2 separate regions of the Danio rerio genome follow, and region 2 is linked to region 1. The links are chromatin contacts, called in public Hi-C maps. All regions are on one chromosome and are shown on one strand. The core of a region is the stretch at or near the end of the contact, and the rest is flanking DNA. Distances in the headings are between cores, read along the strand shown. Region 1 holds the start of rap1gds1 (RAP1, GTP-GDP dissociation stimulator 1). Region 2 holds the start of LOC101885590 (bone morphogenetic protein 7).

Region 1 (3,276 bases), core at 372-2,871:
AGCTAACTATATATTTATATATGTGTGTGTATGTTTGCCGCCTTACTTAACAAGTAATACACTGATGTTACAAAAATTAGGCATTTTTGTGTATGTTTAACGCTTTACTTATCAAGTAATACACTGATATTACACAAACGATTCATTTTTGTGTATGTTTAATGCTTTACTTACCAAGTAATACACTGATCTTATACAAATTAGGCATTTTTGTGTATATTTAATGCTTTACTTACCAAGTAATACACTGATGTTACACAAATGGATCATTTTTATGTGTGTTTAACACTTTACTTATCAAGTAATACACTGATATTACACAAACGATTCATTTTTGTGTATGTTTAATGCTTTACTTACAAAGTAATAAACTGATGTTACACAAATTAGGCACTTTTGTGTATGTTTAATGCTTTACTTACCAAGTAATACACTGATCTTATACAAATTAGGCATTTTTGTGTATATTTAATGCTTTACTTACCAAGTAATACACTGATCTTATACAAATTAGGCATTTTTGTGTATATTTAATGCTTTACTTACCAAGTAATACACTGATCTTATACAAATTAGGCATTTTTGTGTATATTTAATGCTTTACTTACCAAGTAATACACTGATCTTATACAAATTAGGCATTTTTGTGTATATTTAATGCTTTACTTACCAAGTAATACACTGATGTTACACAAATGGATCATTTTTATGTGTGTTTAACACTTTACTTACTAAGTAATACACTGAAGTTACACAAATTAGGCATTTTTGTGTATGTTTAACGCTTTACTTACCAAGTAATACATTGGGGTTACACAAATTAATCATTTTTGTGTATGTTCAATGCTTTATTTAACAAAATTATTCATTTTTGTGTATGTTTAACACTTTATTTACCAAATTAATCATTGTTGCATATGTTTAACACTTTACTTACCAAGTAATACACTGATGTTACACAAATTAGGCATTTTTGTGTATGTTTAACACTTTACTTACCAAGTAATACACTGATGTTACACAAATTAGGCATTTTTGTGTATGTTTAATGCTTTACTTACCAAGTAATACACTGATGTTACACAAATTAGGCCTTTTTGTGTATGTTTAATGCTTTACTTACCAAGTAATACACTGATGTTACACAAATTAGGCCTTTTTGTGTATGTTTAATGCATTACTTACCAAGCAATACACTGATGTTACACAAATTAGGCCTTTTTGTGTATTTTTAATGCTTTACTTACCAAGTAATACACTGATGTTACACAAACAAATCATTTTTGTGTATGTTTAATGCTTTACTTACCAAGTAATACACTGATGTTATACAAACGAATCATTTTTGTGTATGTTTAATTCTTTACTTACCAAGTAATACACTGATGTTATACAAACGATTCATTTTTGCAGCCCTGTTCCAAAGAACCGATTCGCGTAAACGACTCACACACTTCTCATTTCTCATTTGAGTTGTAACATAACTATCAGATTCGATCAAAGCATTAGAGGGCGTGGTTTGAAATTTTTATTGAGAACCCAGTATACCAATCACCGCACAGACAAGAACCTGCTGCACTTCTCACAAGCCAATGAGCTGCGAGGAAGGAGGGGCTTCAGCGCTCTCGTCTGTCTGCTGTGCAGAGAACCAGACGGTTTGCTCACTAGAAGGAAGTATATCTGAAGCGAACCTGGATTTTTTTATTTTGATGCACATGAGCTTTCGTCCTGGTCGCCTATTAAAAAATATTACGTAATCCCCGCTATCACACAGAGGGGTTTGTCCCGGGTGTATGCGTCTCCCCGGCACACCAGGAGCTCCAGAGGCTGTTTTCACCGGAGCAGCGTGGGTTAAGGTGGGCCTTGCCCGGATATCTGTCTGACAAGCGAACCAAAACCGATCCAGTACCCGCCTCGAGACACAACCAGCACAGCCAATCCTCCAGAGACTACTGTCCGAGACCGTTTGGACTATAACAAACGCTAGCCAGATGGGTAAGTCAAGCAAAACTAGCATATTTACAGATGTTACAAGATTTTATAAATAATAAACACACACTAGTAACGTTAAATGTGCGTGTGTATGTGTGTGTGTTAGGTAGTAATGAGGATGTTGAGCTAACATACAAAAATCAAAGCATGTCTGTTCAAATCGTCATGTTATTCAGACCCTGCAGAAACTCATCTTCATTTTCGGGAGGTTGTGATGTAACGTTGCCATGGATCATTCACAAACACATGCTCATCATCCTGCATCCTTCATCTTTTGGGCTAATTATAGTCGTCTTGTTTTGCTGAGGTGATAGACATTAGCTTAAAAACAGCTTTCGAGATTTGTGTTTGCAACTATAGCTTCATTCAGATACACAGTAATCGATCAGTTCATATTTCTGAGTGTGATTGACAGCTTGTGATGTAATACCTGACACCAATATGTGAACTAGATTTTTGGGAGATTTGTAGCTGGATCTGCTTGTGTGTGTGTGTGTGTGATTGAAAATAAATGTGAAGAATCATGCAATTGTAAGATGGTGAGTCTGCAGAAAAGGAGGTCACATGTAAGCAGACATACGCTCAATGTTGTGATGGTGGGATGGGCTGGGGAATCAGAAATATTTATCCTGATACACTAGTGTGGTTATATATATATTTGTTATATAATCATATAATTTCAGATTTGTATTGTTTGCTAATTTAAAATCGGGGAAATCATATTAACGTCTTGAAGTCAGAACGAATAGTAGCATTGTGAACAATTTAGAGACACTAGTTACTGAACGAATTGTGCGAATATACAGCCAGCTTTATCTCAGTTGGCACATTGAGTTAACGTTGGTTTTATATTTGCTTATTTGTTTTCTTTTCGGCTTAGTTTCTTTATTCATCAGGGGTCTGCGCAGCGGAATGAACCGACAACTTTTCAAGTCAAAGTCAAGTTAGAGTCAGCTTTATTGTCAATTCAACCACATGATCAGGATATATAGAGAATCGAAATTACGTTACTCTCAAACATATAATACTGATACAAACAGAAGAGTTTTAAGAATTTTCAATGAATACAATTATACATAAAATGTAGTCTAAAAATATACGTAAAGAATAAAAATTGGTAAACAATACAATACAATGACATTAAGGGCATATGGCATTGAGTGCAAACCAGATATAGAACAGTATATAGTGCAAGCATTTGTTTTATGCAGCGGTTGCTCTTTTGTTAGCAACCCTACACTGGGAAACACCCATACAAACTCATTCACACACATACACTAAGGC
Region 2 (3,276 bases), core at 423-2,922, 130 kb after region 1:
GTGGAATTTATAACACTCTTGGAGTTAATTTAGTCACTACTAAATACAAAAACCAGTCCATGTTTTATCTCCGAGAATGTTTTAAAAAGCCTCTTACATACCCATCAAGTTAAAGAGTTGAGTTTTACCATTTTTGAATCCATTTAGACAATCTTCGGGTCTTGCAGGAGCAGTTTTAGCTTAGCTTAGCATAGATTATTGAATCGGATTAGACCATTAGCATCTGTAGAGATTTGAACAAATAAATTGACCTAAATTTTAAATTAATGCTACGCTTATTTTGAGAATAGGCTCATTTTACACGCCCAAGTTAAAGGGTTGAGTTTTTCCATTTTTGAATCCATTCAGCAGATCTCTGGGTCTTGCAGGAGCACTTTCAGCTTAGCGTAGAATAGATCATTGAATCAGATTAGACTATTAGCATCTGTATAGAAATTTGAACAAATAACTTGAGCTAATTTTTCCCAGAGATGGGTTGCGGCTGGAATGGCATCAGCTGTGTAAAAACGCGCTGGATAAGTTGGTGGTTCATTCCGCTGTGGCAACCTCGGATTAATAAAGGGACTAAGCTGACAAGAAAGTGAATGAATGAAATGAACTTGAGCTAACTTTTAAAGGAATGCTATGCTTATGTTGGAAATAGGCTCATTTTACACTCCCAAGTTAAAGGGTTGAGTTTTATAATTTTTATATCCATTCAGCTGATCTCTGCGTCTGCCAGGAGCACTTTTAGCTTAGCTTAGCATAGATCATTGAATCGGATTAGACCATTAGCATCTTGCTAATATCTATTCCTATTTAAATCTATTCCTTTTATTAAATTATACCTTAAATTCCTATTAAAAGCTTGACTCTTCCTTAGTTTCATTGTGTACTGAGGCTGACGGAAAACGAAAAGGTGCTATTTTCTAAGCTGATATAGCTAGGAACTATACTGTCATGTCTAGGAACTATACTGTCACTATATATGGCATAATAATCAAGGAATTTGTAGTGATGTAACTACAGAAGATTCAGAATACAGAATGACTCTTGTTCATTTATGAGTGAGATGCTAATGGTCTAATCCGATTCAATGATTTATGCTAAGCTAAGCTAAAAGTGTAAAACTCGGAGATCGGCTTAATGGATTCAAAAATGGTACAACTCAACTGTTTACCTCTAGAGGAGATATACAATGAGGCTATTTACAAAAACGTGCAGTGTTCCTGTAAGAGCCAGATAGGCAGTGGTGTAAAGTACAGTAACTACTTACAAATACTCAAGGTTGTCCAATGACTTGCCTAATAAACCTATATTTAGTATTTAAAAGAATGTCAGCATAAAAATATATGTACCCTTACCTTCAACACTCCTGAAACTCTGCACCAGCATCCCATCAGCAGCGCTCTGTTCTCTCGCCTGTGTGTCCAGAGACTGATAAACGTGTCTCATATAGGGGTGTGGTTTTGCCTGCTGAGGCGCTGACAGCTTATTTATGTGCAGCATCTCCAAAATAGCTTTGCTCAGGTGTCTGTCCTCCAGTTCCTCCTCTTCATCCTCCATCAACACCAAACCGTGGATCCCTCCAAGTCCTAAAAGACAAACCAGAAAGCGTAAAAAGGATGCTGAAGACCTCATTCTGCAGAAGTAAAAGGGCGGATAGATTCAGCTCTTATTCTCCCACACAGTCTGGTCAGCAAGTCATGTAGACAGCAGAGTCTTGTTCACTCATTAGTGTGTGGGGAGGACCATGCAACCAACAGCCAAACAGTGAGGAAGGAAAAAAAAAGAAGCAATTACCACTTTCCCACAGAAAAGCCAGGAATGTCACACTCCATTTGACAGGCTTTGTGCTCTCAGTTTTCACTTGTTTTTCTTTTGAGGCTCGAGTACTTTTCACCGGAATCAAGAGCTCTTTTCAGCTCGTACCTTTCTTAATGTAAGTGGATAGTGCTCTTTTGCATCTCCAGTTATTAAGGTTTGCATTCTTGGCACAAACATAGTACCAAGCGCGAGCCTTTCTTCATAACCTTGACACTCATTTTGCAACTGGCTGCATGTTTGAGCAATAGATGTCACTGTTGCTTCATTTCTTGGCTTGCATTTTACAAAACACGTCCCACTTCAGAAGTTCACACAGATATTTGACTGAAGAGAATATGCATATTTGGGGTGCTGTCTGGGGAGAGGGCTCTGAGCTCTAACTCGTGTTATTCCCCTTATCAGGATGAAGAGAGATAGGGTCCGAGCGCAGTGTCTAGCCCGGCTCCAGAACGCACCCCCCTCGGAATAAAATAGGTATCTGGTTTAATAGTGTGGAGTTGGGGTGGTGGAAGGACGGTAAAGTCGAGGGAAAACGGAGGTATGACGTGTTTGACTATTTATAGTGGCTTGCTGATTACTTGAGCTGATTGGATAATAGAATGATTGTGTGTGTGTGATAATTTAGCCTTGTCAAAGACTGATCTTGCTCCTCCCGAAATTTGTTCATAAAACATCCAACACAATCTCACGGCAATTCGTAACTTTTTCATTTAGTGGCTAATTCGTATGAATTCGTACGATCTAATTCGTACAATTTAGTACGATTTGCTTATCCCCCAATAACGGTTGGGGTTAGGGGTGGGGTTAGGTGCCACGCCTCCTTTTTAAAATCGTATCATTTCGTACGACTGAAATCGTACGAATTCGTACAATTAGCCACTAAACTGGCAAAACGTAAAATACTTACGTTTTCTCGTGAGATCAGGCTGAAAACATCACATAGTAAAATGTCTCTGGCCCAGCTCTGGCCCACACAACCAGCTTTTGCTTGGCCCACATGCCACGATGAATTACAGTACATGACTGGACCAAGTCTGGTTTCCAGCAAGGGCCAAACATGGACCATCTGGGCCAAGTCTCAGCCAATTTAATAACCCATAACTGGGCCTGAACTGCTGAACTGATATGTTGGTGTGTCACGACTGCAATGAAATTGATGAACCCATGAAGCATTGCCCTTGCGCTATATGGGCGTGCTTTTTCTCAAAGCGACCTGATTGGTAGAATTTTTGTCTTTTATTCAAAAATAATAAAAATGTATTTTAAATGTGGGTCAAGAGAGGCCAAACTTACATGGCCCACATATCCATTATTAGCATCTGGGCCAAATACTACTTTTGATAAATACCTGCTGTGCCAGCTTCATGCCAATTCTGGGCCAGAATTTTTTGCCACCTGGGATAGATCGATTGATGCCAACTCCCCGAAAAAAATGCTTTTATATGTAAATAATGGCAGAAAACATATTTG

The links. A called contact is a pair of places that touch in the nucleus more often than the background predicts.
Region 2: a contact with region 1 is called in a Hi-C map of hematopoietic stem cells, with 3 times the contacts expected there. The contact joins the promoter of LOC101885590 here to the promoter of rap1gds1 in region 1. A contact is called at or near these places in 4 of 18 Hi-C or Micro-C datasets (caudal fin, embryo, hematopoietic stem cells and 1 more).

What each region holds. Positions count from the first base shown.
Region 1 is chr7:75,051,377-75,054,652 of GRCz12tu, forward strand. It overlaps rap1gds1 (RAP1, GTP-GDP dissociation stimulator 1), which reads left to right and starts at 1,622. Exons shown (of 14, transcript XM_073907561.1): 1 at 1,622-1,995. The coding sequence starts at 1,992.
Region 2 is chr7:75,179,454-75,182,729 of GRCz12tu, forward strand. It overlaps LOC101885590 (bone morphogenetic protein 7), which reads right to left and starts at 1,673. Exons shown (of 4, transcript XM_005172366.6): 1 at 1,344-1,673. The coding sequence starts at 1,620.